Regions from separate parts of the Mus musculus genome. Here region 1 is linked to region 2. Evidence: chromatin contacts called from public Hi-C data. All regions are on one chromosome and are shown on one strand. The core of a region is the stretch at or near the end of the contact, and the rest is flanking DNA. Distances in the headings are between cores, read along the strand shown.

Evidence for each region. A called contact is a pair of places that touch in the nucleus more often than the background predicts.
Region 1: a Hi-C map of nephron progenitors shows a contact between it and region 2, with 3 times the contacts expected there. The contact joins two enhancer-like sites.

The regions. Positions count from the first base shown.
Region 1 is chr17:67,257,965-67,265,371 of GRCm38.p6, reverse strand. The region is part of intron 1 of Ptprm (protein tyrosine phosphatase, receptor type, M); the gene reads left to right. It overlaps Gm52313 (a long non-coding RNA gene), which reads left to right. Exons shown (of 2, transcript XR_003952394.1): 2 at 1-1,940. Among named protein-coding and RNA genes, the nearest start is that of Gm52313, 29 kb to the left of the region's middle. Within about 2 kb of position 5,176, at least 9 of the 459 cell types and tissues checked have an H3K27ac peak or open chromatin away from gene starts, as enhancers often do. A contact at or near this core is called in nephron progenitors, where this site is marked.
Region 2 is chr17:66,757,598-66,765,164 of GRCm38.p6, reverse strand. It overlaps Ptprm (protein tyrosine phosphatase, receptor type, M), which reads left to right. Exons shown (of 31, transcript NM_008984.2): 18 at 2,949-3,036. Among named protein-coding and RNA genes, the nearest start is that of 1700016K05Rik, 47 kb to the right of the region's middle. Within about 2 kb of position 3,639, at least 9 of the 459 cell types and tissues checked have an H3K27ac peak or open chromatin away from gene starts, as enhancers often do. A contact at or near this core is called in nephron progenitors, where this site is marked.

The DNA of each region.
Region 1 (7,407 bases), core at 3,927-6,426, 500 kb before region 2:
ATAGCCATTTACAAAATAAGATTTGCATAAACTATTTCATCTAATGAGCCCAAAACCTTGTCATTTCAATCTTTCATCAATACAAAATTTACTAGTAAGATATTCTGCTTTGATTTACACCTGAGCCTCAAGGTTTCAGAGTGACTCAAACTGGCAGCTCAGACTGGACTAGCCACATTCATGTTCTCAGTGCCTGGTGCCGTGATGTTCAATAGGACAGTCTTAGATGCGTGATGAGGAGATGGCTTATGTAGAATCTGTTCTCTTGGTTTCACAGAGTTTGCTTTCATTAAAACATCCACATTTAGTGTATAAACTTCGTTATAGTGTGTTGGATGTTGTGACGTCAGACTATAGACTTGAGGAAGAGTTTCAAATGGTGACCAAATGGCAATGTCATTCCCCATTTCAGCAATGACTCAGTGGAGGTGTGTCTGGGCGAGCAATGAAGTTGGCAGTCAAGGCTCTGGAAATACACAGAAAGCTGCCTCAAAAACCTTGGCTCCTGCCAGGAGATCTCCAGGCCTGCCTCGAACTTCATGTAACTCCGATAGTACTTATGCTAGCATTATTTCCATTTAAAAAACCAGGTTCAGACATTTATGAAAGTAGCCTGCCCTCCAGGCCTAATGGTGGGCGCTAAGCCCCCCCCCCAATGAATTCTGAGAATTATCACATGCTTGTGGTATGTTGTGTGAGTTGATGATGTCTGTTTTCATGCATGCTTAAGACTCCTACTTTGGTCCTTGGCAAATCCTGGGAAAGATGGAGAGGTAGCTAGCAATCAGGGGTATACAGGGATAACATTTTATTTTTAATACTTTAGTAAAAACCAGGGGTAATAAAGTATGTTTCTTATACATGTGGAAGTAGCGACCAAAATTTTTAGTTTTGAAGCATCCCCACACATATTTGCTACCCTGTACATCAGGTGTTCTGTTTACTGCCATCTTCAAACCCTGTGCACATCTCCCGTGACTGCTTCCAGCTCACCACTCCCAATTCTGAGAGACAAGTAATTATACACACACCAGCTAAATGTCTAGTAAAATCTCCAGGCAAAACTGAGTTGACTTGTGCGGAACTGAATTTAAAAATACTTGATAGGATCTCGCTGCAGACTCTGGGTCCTTGTCAGCCTGCATTTCCTGCCTTGCCACCTCTAGCTGGTGCCATGGCCTCCCCCCTCCCCTCCTTCCTGACTTCAGAACTCCCAAGTTCTCAGAGATTTCAACCTAGCCGTTACCCATTGTATCTCTCTCTGTGACAAAAAAAGGAGAATAATCACTTAACTGAAGTGTTTGTTTTCTGCCTGGACTGTGGGTCACATGACGGAAATGCTTATGGTCATTTTTATTTAGTTGGACGTATAGACTATGTAATGATATGGACTACATGGTGTGGTTATTTGTGTTATGTTTCCCAAAAGAAATCTTGTGTTTTTGCAAGTTAGTCATGTACTTGTGGATGATTTAAATATATAGTTGAGAGCTCATTGTAGTTTTACATTTTGTATTGTGATCAAATGGAGGGGCGGCGGCCTTTGAGAAGAGAAAAACAGACTTGAATTTGAATGTTAAAAAGTTAAAACGTAAATGAAGACCAGATATGACCTTAATACCACCCCTGCCCCCAAGTGGTCAATGTAATAGTGTCTATACTTCACTGTGTTGGAGACCCTGGGTTCGGATCATCATCATCATCACCACCACCACCACCATCATCATCATCTTTTCAACATCGTTATCTTCATCATCTTTGTCCTCGTCTTTATCGTCATTGTCGTTGGTACTGGGAACTGAGGACCTTTCACTCAATAGACAAGTGCTCTACCACTGTGCTACACTCCCTGGCTCTACTGCTAATATTGAGATAATCTCCTTAGGGAAGACTATCTCTCCTTAAGTCACCCAGCCTGAATTTATTCAGGATTATAAAAATTAAGAAAGGAGTAAAAACCATAACTTGACAAACACATCTTTTGAGAATTTTTTAAAAATTGAAGTCATAAGTTCATCAGATACTGGAGTTTATAGCCACTGGAATGAGTGGAGCACTTGTACCATAGCCACTGGAATGGGTGGGGCACTTCCAGCATAATCACTGGCATGGGTGGAGCACTTCCAGCATAGTCACTGGCATGGGTGGAGCACTTCCAGCATAGTCATTGGAATGGGTGGAGCACTTCCACCATAGCCACTAGAATGAGTGGAGCACTTCCAGAATAGTCACTGGTATGGGTGGAAAACTTATTTGTGCTTATTAATCAATAGAAGGCGTTTTGTTCCATTTCCTTTTTACATCATATGCAAATTAGATGGTGTTGGAAGAGGAAGCACTTTGCCATTGGTAAGCTGTGAGCTGAACACCCCCAGGGTCCCTGTAAATATCAGGGAGCTGTACCCAGCTTGAGTGTCTGACTATCCACTGTAGTGACCGTGCACCTCTGTCATACTTAGTTCAGGCTGCTAAATGTGAAGGACTCTTTAAAGTCAGGTAGGAAGGAGGCCAGGAGGAATTCCCATGGGCCTGTACTCCAAAGCTCTACTCTGTAAAATATATAATCCTCCCTGGGTGCAGGACTTGGGGATGGAGGACATTGGTGGTTAGTGTTGATTGTGATGTTTATTCTGTCCTGTTCCACAGCCAGGAACAGTGTCCCTTGTTTCTGGAAGGATGCATTCTGCCTACAGCTGGCCTGAGCGTGGCAGGGAACAGTCATAAGAAGAAGGGAGGCTGGGAGGTCACTAAAGGCCAAGTCAGAAGACACCTTATCTCACAAGCTAGGAAAAATTCTTTTCTCCATGGCCTTCAGGGCATAGTGATAACTGGGCTCTATAAAAAGAGGGTTTGAAGAAAAGATACATGTGGTGAAGAGAAAGAGAAGATAAAGGAGGCCGAGAGGGAACTGATTCATCCCAGTAAAGAAGCTAAAACCACTGTGGAGGTAAAAACCATCTCAGTGACCCCAGATACAGCAAACATGAAAACTCAGAGAAGCAGGCCTCAGAAAGGAAGCACAGAGCATGGCCTAGAGAGCTCTGAACTGGTGTGTGTATGTGTATATGTATGTGTGTGTATGTGTGTGAGTTTGTGTGTGTGTGTGTGTGTGTGTATGTGTATACATGTGTGTATGTGTGTGTATACTTGTCTGTATGTGTATGTGTTTATATGTGTGTATGTGTGTGTGTACATGTATGTATGTATATGTGGGTGTATGTGTGTGTATATGTATGTGTCTATGTGTGTGCCTGTGTGTATGTGCGTGTACATACATGTGTGCATATGTGTATGTTTGTGGGTGTGTATGTGTGTAAATGGGTGTGAATGTGTGTGTACCTGTGTATATGTGTGTACGTGTGTATGTGTATATGTGTTTGTGTGTATGTGTGTGTATGTGTGTATTTGTGTGTGTACATGTTTGTGTGTGTGTATGGATATGTGTGTATATGTGTGTATATGTATGTGTGTATTGTTTATGTATGTGTGTGTCTGTGTGTATTGTGTATGTATGTGTGTGCATATGTATGTATGTATGTGTATGTGTGTGCACATGTGTGTGTGTGGATGTATATATGTCTATGTGTGTGTGTGGTGAAGATGATAAAAGGTTGCTTTTTTGTTTTCCCAATGGAAAAGAATGAAAACTGCCCCACCCCTGCTCCTTCAATGAGATAATAGAAGAAATTCCTACTGATAAAAATATGGCCTTGTATGCACATGGCAGGTCAAAGGTTACACTATCTACTGGGAACAAAACTCTTTGGAAAGAATACATTATCGGCCAGTCTCTGGGCACCTCAGGCCAGCAGAAAGCAATTGCCTGATGTGAACAGTGGTCAAGAAGAACAGGACTCGCGTGCTTCCTGCTGAAGGCAGTGAAGGAGGTACGGACGGATACATGTGTATCTGCAGAGCCTCCCTCAGTCCCACCTGTGAACGCCCATTCTCACCGACACACAATGGTGTACACTCATGAGGAAGATGTGACATTTCTATACGTGGACACAAAACACCAATCACCTCAAACACTCAAATTTCCATGGTGGCAACATCAAACACAGAGCTGCCAAGCACTTGTAGTTGTTTGAAATACACACAAACGGTGAACCCATATTCCCCAGGGTCATGCTGTAGTGACATCTACATATAGTATCATGATGTCAAACACTGGGAGTAACTTCCTCCCATCTCACTACCCACCTGTTCTTCCTCTTCCTCCCCACCTTTACAACCTCCAGTGACCTCTCGTGGGCTCTCTATTTCCTGTCCTCAACAAGTGTAGTTTTTACCTAACAGTGAGAACATGTTTTGTTGTTACTGTTAGTTGTTTGTTTCCCTCTCTTTGAACATAGCTTGTTTCACTTATCATCATGACCACTAGACAGGTTCAGTTAATGTAGATAACAAGATTTCATTGTCCTTCACTGTTAAATACTTTCCCAATATGTAATGTGCGCCATATTTTCTTTAATCATCTACCAAGGGACACTGGTTGATTCCATTGCTAGCAAACCTGCTATGAGCATGGAGTACAGTTGTCTCCTTAATGCACTGGGATCTTTTCCTTTGTATGTATTTTCCCAGAAATGAGATGGCTGGATGATATGGGCGATCTTGTTGGTTTTGTTTGGGTCACGAACGAGTGTACTGATTTACATTTCCATCAGCAATACACAAATGATCTTTCTCAACATCCTTGTCCACACTGGCTGCTTTTTACTTTAGTAATGAGGAAGGCTGTGTTTCATCAAGTAGAGAATTACACAGACTTAAACCTGTTCTTCAAAAATGTAGAAACACGGGGAGGAAGCCCCAGCAGTGAACGCAAGCTGGAAACATGGGATCATACAAACATGGATTCTACGCAGAGACTCCTGCTCCGTTGATGTCCACATGGCTGGTATATGGAGTGTTTGAAGCCCTGGTGCTTCTCAAAGGTAGCCAAATTAGAAAGGAATTCCCATAAAAGGTGAAACAGGACCCCAGGAAGATGAAGGAATTCGATCCTCTGGGTGGGTAGAGGACTGGTATTGTAACACACAGTCAAGGTTTACTGTCCCTGGCATTCCGTTCTGTGCTTGCTCCTGCTTGGCTTCTCTTGAGAGCTAGTGTTAGATTAGAATATGACAGAGGAACAGAAAGAGAAACTGAAGAGGAGGCTGACAAAGCAGGCTGAGCTGCCACATATGGCTCACACAACTCCCAAGCTCGCCTGCTGCTGCAGATGGGCGCCAAGCCCTTCCTGTGGGAAAGGCTCATGACCTACTTGCCCCCCATCAGACCCCTTCCTCCCCACCTTGTCACCTCTTCACATTGCTGTGTATCTGTGTCCAAGCTCCCAGATCATGAACCTCTATGAGCTATGCCACATCCAGAACACACAACTCAAAAGCGTAGGTTTTCTTCTTCCATCATGCCTAACGGTGGTGATGGAAAGAAATACTTGTATCATGTGGGGCTGCTAGTTGGAGCCTGAAGCAGCCCCTGCTTAATTATTCCTTTTTCTCTGTGAGGGCCAGGACTGCAGAAGCCGGTATGGAGGAAGCTTGGGAGGCCCTGAGAACAGAGGGATACATTTCAGGCAGTCTTTTCTAGTGAATGAAAGAAAATGCTAAGAAAGGTTAAACCAGAGAGTGGGTTGGCAGAGTTAAGAAGCTTGAAGTCTGAGGTCATGAGTTTTTGGGGGTTGTCCTTTTCCTAAGTGGTGACAAAATTCAGGTAAGGTTTGTCTATGTTTCAGCAAAAGAGAAAAGCAAGCTGTTGGTGGATTTCTCTTCTTTTTGAACGCAGTGCCGAACATCAGACACTTGTAGAAGCAAAATCAATAAGCAAGCGACAATAATGCGTTGGGCAGAATTTTGTCCAGCTAATAAGAATGTAGCTCTTATTCTGCTCAGAGTCACATTGCCATGAGCCACACACAGTCCTTTGTTCAGCTGAAGTGGAATGAAATGTATTTTAGTTCTACCAGTTCAGAACATCAACAGGAGGTTAAAAGAGGCCCCACCTCTCCATGCGTCTGTCTTGTGGACCCAGTTTGTGACTTTAAGGATTTAAGATTGTTGTATGTTGCTGTGGTAACAAGTTAAGTATTTGTCAATGGTATCATTTAAAAATGTAAAGAAATCTTTATGTATGCGTACTTGTGTTTGTCTTATGACATGCGTTTGTTGCGTGTCTATGCATGTATACATGTATGTTTGAGCACACACATGCATGGCATGCATGCAGAGGTCACAAGGCATTGGGTGTTGCTCCTCACTTTCAGCCTTCTCTGAAACAGAGTATCTCACTCTGTTTGCCCAGTGCTTCTTGTGCCAGGCTACCTGGCCCATGTGCAGTGTATACTATCATTTCTGGCTTTTTGTGTGGTTTTGGAGCATCCGAACTCAGGTGGTCAGATGCATATGGCAATCCCTGTACCGCACTGAGCCTTGTTCCCAGATTCCCGACTATCTCTTGAATGTGAGTCAATTTGGAGGAAAACTTAGTCTAAATCAGTTTTTGGAAAAAAAAAATCTCACTTGTATTCTATTTTCCCTCACCACCATTGAATGCTCTCCCGGCACAAGGTCAAGGCAGACAAAATCTGAGCTGGAGCAGGGAGCTCAGGGATGCCACCTCTGGCTGGGACGGTATTGGCACCTGATGACTGGGAGAGGAGTACTTGGTTTTTTCCAGGGATGGTCTTATACCCACGTTCATACAGACAGCACTAAGTGAACTCAGCCAGTTCACTGAAGAGAGGACAGTGGTTGTAAAGGGATAGGGAGGACTCATAGGGGAAGACTCATGAGAGGACTCATGGAGAGGGATTCATGGGAGGATTCATAGGGGAGGACTCATGGGGAGGATTCATAGGGGAGGACTAATGGGGAGGATTCATAGGGGAGGACTAATGGGGAGGAGTCATGGGAGGACTCAGGGGAGGACTCATGGTAGGATTCATAGGGGAGGACTCATGGGGAAGATTCATAGGGGAGGGCCCATTTAGAGGACTCATAGAGGAGAGCAAGAAGGGGGTACAGATTAGGGCAAAATACACAAGTATGTATGAAATTTTCAAACAATAAAACAGAAGAAAAAAATTAACCACACTTTCTAAACATGGCAGAGGTGAGTGTTCCTTCAGGCTGCTGTTGGGTCCTTGCAATTTGTGTGTGTGTGTGTGTGTGTGTGTGTGTGTGTATGTGTGTGTGTGTCTGTTGGGACCTTCCTTCTCTTTAGTGTTCTCAAACCACCAAGTCTCCTTGCATTCTGTCTGCATTTTAGATCACTTCACATATGGAACCAACTGAGGACTTTGTGGTATTCTGAGCAGAGCTGAGAAGCACCGGATGTATGGGAGTCCTCCTGGGAGAGAGGTCACAGGGAGGCCGCCCCAGAAGCCCATTGAGATTGCTT
Region 2 (7,567 bases), core at 2,390-4,889:
CCTACCTCTCTTTACCTCATGAGGCTCTGCGCCATGAACTCATTCACCTTGAGTCTCCAACTCAATAGTTCCCAACCTTCCTAATGCTGCAACCCTTTATTATATCCCCTCATGCTGTGGGACCCTCATAATGTTATTGTCATTGCTACTGTTATGAATTATAATCTAAATATTTTTGGAGATAGAGGTTTGCCAAAGGGGTCGTGATGCACAAGTAGAGAACCACTGCACTGATGCCCACCTTAATAAGCGCTCGGAATAACAGCTCATGAACCCCTTCTAATCAAAACATGCTAAAAGCCAAGGTGCTGAAAAGGGATGGGATAGATTATTTTCCCATTTGCTGATTGGTATCTCCAGTCACCAATTAAATGGAAAGGATAGGGTCACAATAACTGTTTTTAAGAATAGGGGCTCTTGGAAGTCCTGTGATTGCCACACACACCAAAGACACTGCTTCAGGGTGAGCATCAGACCCCGTGGGAGGAGCCTCTGCCTGTCAGGAGTGGGGTGGGATGTCTGTACCTCTGTCACCCCCTCCAATGCAGCAGGAGTTCACCAGAAGATGTCAGAGTCTCCCTCAACGTCAGTTGTCTTCTCCTGTCTTCCTACAAAATAAAAAGGAGATGAATAAAAAAGACCATTTTAGATGTGTAGAAAAGGCAGGGAGAATTGAAATTGGCAATTAAATCATGACAAACTCAAAGTAGAATTACATTGTTAGAAGTCAAATAATAGTTATTACTCAAACTGCGAAATAATTGTCATTCGGAGGATAACAAAGACACTTCTCAGAACAAGAACAGTTGACTTTAAAAGTCCCCGGAGCTATTTTTAAATGTGTCACAGGGCAGAGCTGAGTTAACATACTGTAGCTTGGTATGGGTTACCTGTTTATGATCTCCGGGTTATATAGTGGTCATTCTCTGGATGAAATTACCTGATAAGTTTTCAATTGTACTTTCATCATCTCAATTTATTAATAACTTGAAAAAATTTTATATATCCTTTGTCCTCAGGATATATAAGCCAGTAGTATATGATTGTTACTTTAGCTGTTCATACACACAGCCTCTCATCTTTGTCTTTTTTATTTTATTTTTATTTTATATGTCTGAGTATTTTGTATGTGTGTATGTATTTTGCATGTGTGTACCTACAGAAGCCAGAGAAAGAGCATCTGACCCGCTAAAACTTGGGTTACAGATGATTGTGTGCTCCTGTGTGGATGCTGGGAGCCAAACCCAGGTCCTCTGCAAGAGCAGCAAGTGTTCTAGTCCACTAACTGATCTCTCCAGCCCTCCCCTACGTTTTTCACAATAATAAGTATATTTTAAAAGTAGCATGTCTTTTATGACCATGGCTAAGGGACCATAGATGGAGATGAGCAGTTCATACTCAGTTCCTGTGCTGGTGGCATGGTACTCTGGTCCCAGAATGCCAGGAAGTGGTGGCTGTTGCTGGTTTGTGCCATGGGCACACTGTTGACAAGGCTTACAATCCATGGTTGGACAGAGCAGTGGTCAGGCATTTTCCTGCCTATTAGTTGTGAAAACTCATCTGGGTCAGAGAAACAAGACCTGGTATGATGTAGACGATGGGGGTGGCACAGATTATGTCTGGATGAAGCCTGTGACGTGTGCACAGGTGGCTCTGTGCTCAGGTATCATTTGCTCCTCAGTGGTTCATGGGTTGGAAGTTCGGTCTTTACTGTGCTCATGTTTCGTCTCAAATTGGAGTCTTTAAGAACCAGAACCTGCTGACACGTTCTTAAATCAGCTGGGGGTGGCCCTCTGAAGGGATTATGGAAGCCGAGTCTCTCAGCTTTCCTGTGTTCTACTCTGACCCCTGGCAACCCCACCACCACCACCACCACGTGAGCTACTAACATAATGCCATCTACCACCAGAAGCCAAGCAGACAGGGCTACCTAATCCAGCTGTGAATTAACGTGCCTTTTGTCTTTATAAGTAACCTGCTTCTAGAACATCATATATAGTGTGGGAAATGGACTAATACAAACCAGTTTCCAAAGCCTTGAGTAGTTTATTATATCACAGCAAATATATACTATAACAAGGCAGTGCAGCCCTTCATTCACTGGCAAATATTTATTGAATGCAAACTGTGAGTGGACAAGCTCGCTCTCTCATGCAGTCCCCTCTTCTCAGGCAAACATAGACCGTGCTGAGCACGGTTCACTGTGCACATGGTCCAGTTGCTGTACACCAGGCAGCTCGGTCTGCACCTCCCCGAGCCCTCCCTCTGCAGTGCCAGGGATGACAAGAAATAAGCTTCACTCAACGCCCACGTTTACTACCACGGGCTGCCAGCAACTTCTGCGTGGTGTCGGCCATGCAAGGGCTCCATGGGCACTAGAGAGGGAGTAAGAGCCACCCAGATCAGTCTTGCCACTTGTCCACTCATAGCAAAAAGCATTTTCATTATAAGTGGGACAGAGAAACCTAAGCCCTCAGACACAATACATCCAGATAAAATTCAGAGTATATAGCAGGATTTTAATCTTGAGGTCATAAAGTTTTGGCTTTCCCATTCTAGCCCAGAATAACATTCCTTTGGTTATTTATTGGAGGGGGGGGGGAGGTATATCTTAAAAGAGTAATGGGAACTTGCAATATAATGAAGAAATTTGGGGAAATGTTGGATTTTTTTTTCTCCTTCAAATACTCCAATAGGGCATTGTTTAAATAAATTGTGGGATTTTTCTCTGTATCCTCTATATCTGTGCGGTGCTAGCCAATGTAAAACAAAGCTTGGCGAAAGCCAAATAAAATATTCCCCCAAGTAAGACAGCATCATTCTCACTATGACTGCCTGCCTGACCACCATCCCACATCTGAAGGACACCCCCCCTCCCGTTCCAACCCCTCTGTTCACTACATCTAACTGCTATGCACTAAGTCTCTCTCTCTTTCTCTCTCTTCCAGAGCTTCTTTGAAGGACAGTCTGCACCATGGGACTCTGCTAAGAAAGACGAGAACAGAATGAAGAACAGATACGGGAACATCATTGCATGTAAGTGGTGGTGGCGGCAGTCCAACCCCCCTCCCCCAGGCTCGGGCTGTGAGAATTCACCATGCAATGCCTGCCTTTGTATTTCCGGCAAGAGCTGGTGTCAAGGCCCCGTGCTAAGTGAAGGAAAAAATCGTCTGTGACCCCCAACCACCTCAGTGCATCCTCCCGGAGGGCCTGGTTTTCCTTTGAGATGCAGGGTCTATGGAACACAGGGAATGTCACAAAGCAGAGGAAGAAAATGCATTTTGGAAGGAGCAAACATCGTAGACTTTAACGTTCCCCAACTGCTGCATGAGAATGAACAGAAGTAATGGCTTGGCTCACAGCAGGCTTCTCGCACAGAGCTCCGCACTCTTTGGCACATTAATCCTCCAGACACTGGGTTAGGTAGGTCAGTAATAGCCCCATTTTAAGGGCAGGAAAGCGAAACTCAGGAGTTAAATGATAGTCTCCGTATCACAATACTCATTAGCAAAGGGGCTAGGATTATATCTCAGAAATTCCCAGCGCCTGTGAAACCGAACACTGCCATCCATAATGCCTCAGACAGCTTTTAAATCGAGCCCAACCTCATTAATGTTCCGTAGCCATGCCGAGCTCCGAGCAGATTGATGAGCCCCCTTCTCCCAGGGCTCGGACCATCCATTCTCTGTGTTCAACTGCTCCGAGTCATTCAGGATGACATCAAGGTGCCAGCGGCCCACAGTGGTCACCCAACAGTCCAGCCATTTCTGAAGGAGCAGAAAGCACAACAGCAGGAAGCTGGGCCTGGCGAGCGCCTCTCTCATCACATCTTGTTACTCGGGAATGAACAAACTTGGAGGGCACAGGACCTTCAAGGGAGCTGTGCATTTGCTTCATCGATTGTGAGAGTGCAGCTACATTCTGCCTGCTTGCCGGAGCATTCCTTGACTTGACAGGACAGTTGCTATGGTCGTGACGCCCCGACATTCCCTGTGCTTTTGGAAATGTTCTGATCCGATCAAGTCCCAGGTTGCTAGGTACTTGAAATATGGCTGTCATGACTGAGACACCGATTTTTTTTTTCTTTTAACTTTTGTTTCCTTCCCATTTCTTCTGAGTTTAAATAGCACTCGAGACTAGTGGCTGCCGTCCTGGATGGTTGTTTTCATTACTTTTCTGTCCCCATGACAAAACACTGTGACCAAGGCAACTAATACAAGAAGCATTTAATTTGGGGCTCACAGTTCAAGAGGGTTAGAGTCCATGACCTCCGTGGCAGGAAGCATAATAGCACGGAGGGGCATGACACTGGAATAGTAGCTGAGAGCTTCTATCCTTATCAACAAGTAGAAGGCAAGTGAAAGAGAGAAACCTGGAAGGCATGGGCTTTTGAAACCTCAAAGTTTACCCCCATTGACACACCTCCTCCAACAAGACCACGCCTCCAAATCCTTCCCAAACAGTTCAAGCAACTGGGGACCAAGTACCATGCATAAGAGCCTATGGGGTCATTCTCATTCAAACCACCACAGAAGTACATAGTGTTGACGTGTTTTATACAAAGAAAAGAGTAGTTTTATACACAGAACATGCAGGGCTCTAGCCAAGCCTTGCCTTCCCTTTGGCTACCAATAACAAAAGACTGCTGGCTTTTCAAGAGTATGAATGTCGCAGCCGTGTGCTTCATTGACTGTTTTTTTTAAACTCACCATGGTTGTTTAAGGGTTTGTATCTGTATGGTTGTCACAGGCAGGCAGGGTGCCCCAAGGTTGAGAGTTTGACTTCCCCTTGGTGAAGTGTGTTTGTGCTCTGGTACACTTTATCAGAATTAAACACTGAGATTACACAGATGACAACACCAGCCCTTATCCCTGCCCCAAGACAGAACCAACAAGCGCTTGAAGGCCATGTTAAAGGAAGTTTGGGGAAGTAGAGCTTCAAGCTCGCTTCTCCATGAAGTTTGGTTTAATACTGACCCTGTGGGTTACTTGCGAGGGTCTGTGCATATGCATGTTTGAGTGCATCACATGTGAGGTGGATGTGTAGGTACATAGATGACCAGAAGAGCTTGAGAGCCCTAGTCTATCTCTTTCTGCTATATCTCCTTAGAACACAATATGTCACTGAACTTGGAGCTGGGCTGGTGGCCAGAAAGCTGCATTGTCTTGTCTCTCCCCTCCGTAATACTAAGGTGATGTGTAAGTCACAGCCATGTCTGGCTTTTTTATGCAGGTCCTGGGGATTTGAACAGCAGGCAGTCTTACTGAACTGTCTCCCCTCCAAATGTGTGTCTGTCTGTCTGTCTGTCTGTCTGTCTGTCTGCCTGTCTATCTGTGTGTGTATCTGTCTGTGTCTGTATATATGTGTGTGTATATATATGTTTGTCTATCCGTGTCTGTGTATGTATGTCTGTGTGTATGTATCTGTCTGTCTGTATCTGTGTATGTGTGTATGTGTCTGTCTGTGTCTGTTTATATATGTGTGTGTCTGTCAGTTTGTGTCTTTCTATATGTGTGTGTGCCTGTGTGTGTGCGCGCATGCGCACAAGCATGTGTGTATACACCACTTGCATGACTTGTGTCTGAGGAAGCCAAAAGAGAGCATGGGAGGGCATCTGTAACTGGAGTTACAGATGGGTATAGATAGCCTATGAGTGCTGGGCATCAGACCTGGGTGCTCTGGAAGAGCAGCCAGTACTCTTCACCTCTGAGTCTCTCTCCAGCCCAAGAGACACTAACTATGTGGCGTGTCTATTTTAAAAGCCATATGAGTAGTGCGAAGGTGAGTGGCATGGTAGGAGGACTGGATCTGGCTTGTGTCACAGAAGATGCGCTCAGAAGTGAACAGACTTATATCTTGCTGACACCGGGGGTTTCCAGTCTGAGAGCCAGACAGGCCAAGACAGGCAGGAAATGCTGGAGCTCTTACTGTCAGGTAGGAACCACATTGCAGAAGCCCTGCTGAGACCTGAGGGGGTAATATAAGGAGAAGACACATGATCAGGAAAGACCTGAAGGGAGATCAGGAGAGCATAGGACTTAGGATTAGGAGACAGAATCAAGAGTCCCACTCTGCTTTTAGATGAATGTCCCTGGCCAAGTCATGATTCTACTTAATGACATAATTTTCTAATGACCTATTACAGAAGTGAACCTAATGCTACGATGACATCACTCTTCGTTGTGACGAGTTAAGGTTCATTTTCTTTATCTCTACTTTTGTGTTATTTTTATGTAGCTTAGAAAAATCACAATACTATTTAAAATGAAACCATGAAAGACTGAGCAAATCAGTATTGTGGAGCTTCAAACAGTTTCCTCAGGTGAACACTGTGGCCAGCTCTGCACAGGCTGGGCTGTGGCGTGCATCTCTGTGTGACATGGCTACCTGTGGCCTGGCATGTTGCATTTTCTAATTTCTGGGTTCCATCCATTCTACCTCCTCTTTGCTCTCTCTCAGCATTTCCACTGGATTGCATTGCTTGTGTGCCTTTCTAGGGATGATGTCACACAGAAACTACCCTGCTCCAGCCACACCATCCAGTCTCCTGCCTTCTCCACAGCACCCAGACGCCTCTCCCACTGCACAGCTTCTCCCACTGCACAGCTTCTCCCACTGCACAGCTTCTCCCACTACACAGCTTCTCCCTCCATAAAGCTTCTCCCACTGCATAACTTCTCCTACCTCACAGCTTCTCCCACCACATAGCTTCTCCCACCTCACAGCTTCTCCCACTGCACAGCTTCTCCCGCTGCACAGCTTCTCCCTCCATAAAGCTTCTCCCACTGAACAGCTTCTCCCTCCATAAAGCTTCTCCCACTGCATAACTTCTCCTACCTCACAGCTTCTCCCACCACATAGCTTCTCCCACCTCACAGCTTCTCCCACTGCACAGCTTCTCCCACTACATAGCTTCTCTCACTGCACAACTTCTTTCCTTCTAGTTTGCTACATTTTCTGAAATCTCTCTAGATTTGTCTATTTGTAACTCATTATTTATGCAAGCGTATTTTATATGACTGTGTATTATATAATTACACTATGACATGTATATAAACCATGTAATTCTCTACAGAGCTCTGGGTTGGAATACCCTGAGATATTGATCACTTAAACAACCTGCTAGTTATTAATGCTTCTAAACTATAACATCCCGAACCTCAGAACTAGTGATGTACTCTGTAAGTAGGGTGGTTTCAATACCTACCAAACAACCATAAAGAAAAACCACTACCTTTGTCATAAGCCGTAGAAGCACCCGACAACAGCCTCTTCCCCTTCTCTGTGTGAGACCATATGATCTGAGAGCTGAGTCCCTGGGGAAGGCACCCATGAATGAGTTCCCTAAGTTATTTCTGTGAATCCATTAAAGAGCTTTTCTAATAGTCTGACTAGTGCCATCTAGAAAGTGCCTCATTAATGTGTGTGTGCCTGTGTGTGGGCACAGGTGTACATGTGTGCATGCATGAAAATAGGTCTTACCTATTGTAGAAGATGTGCAAAGATTTGAAGAATTGAGGAAAGAATAAGAGTCATTGTCTAACCTAAGCCACATGTATGATCATGT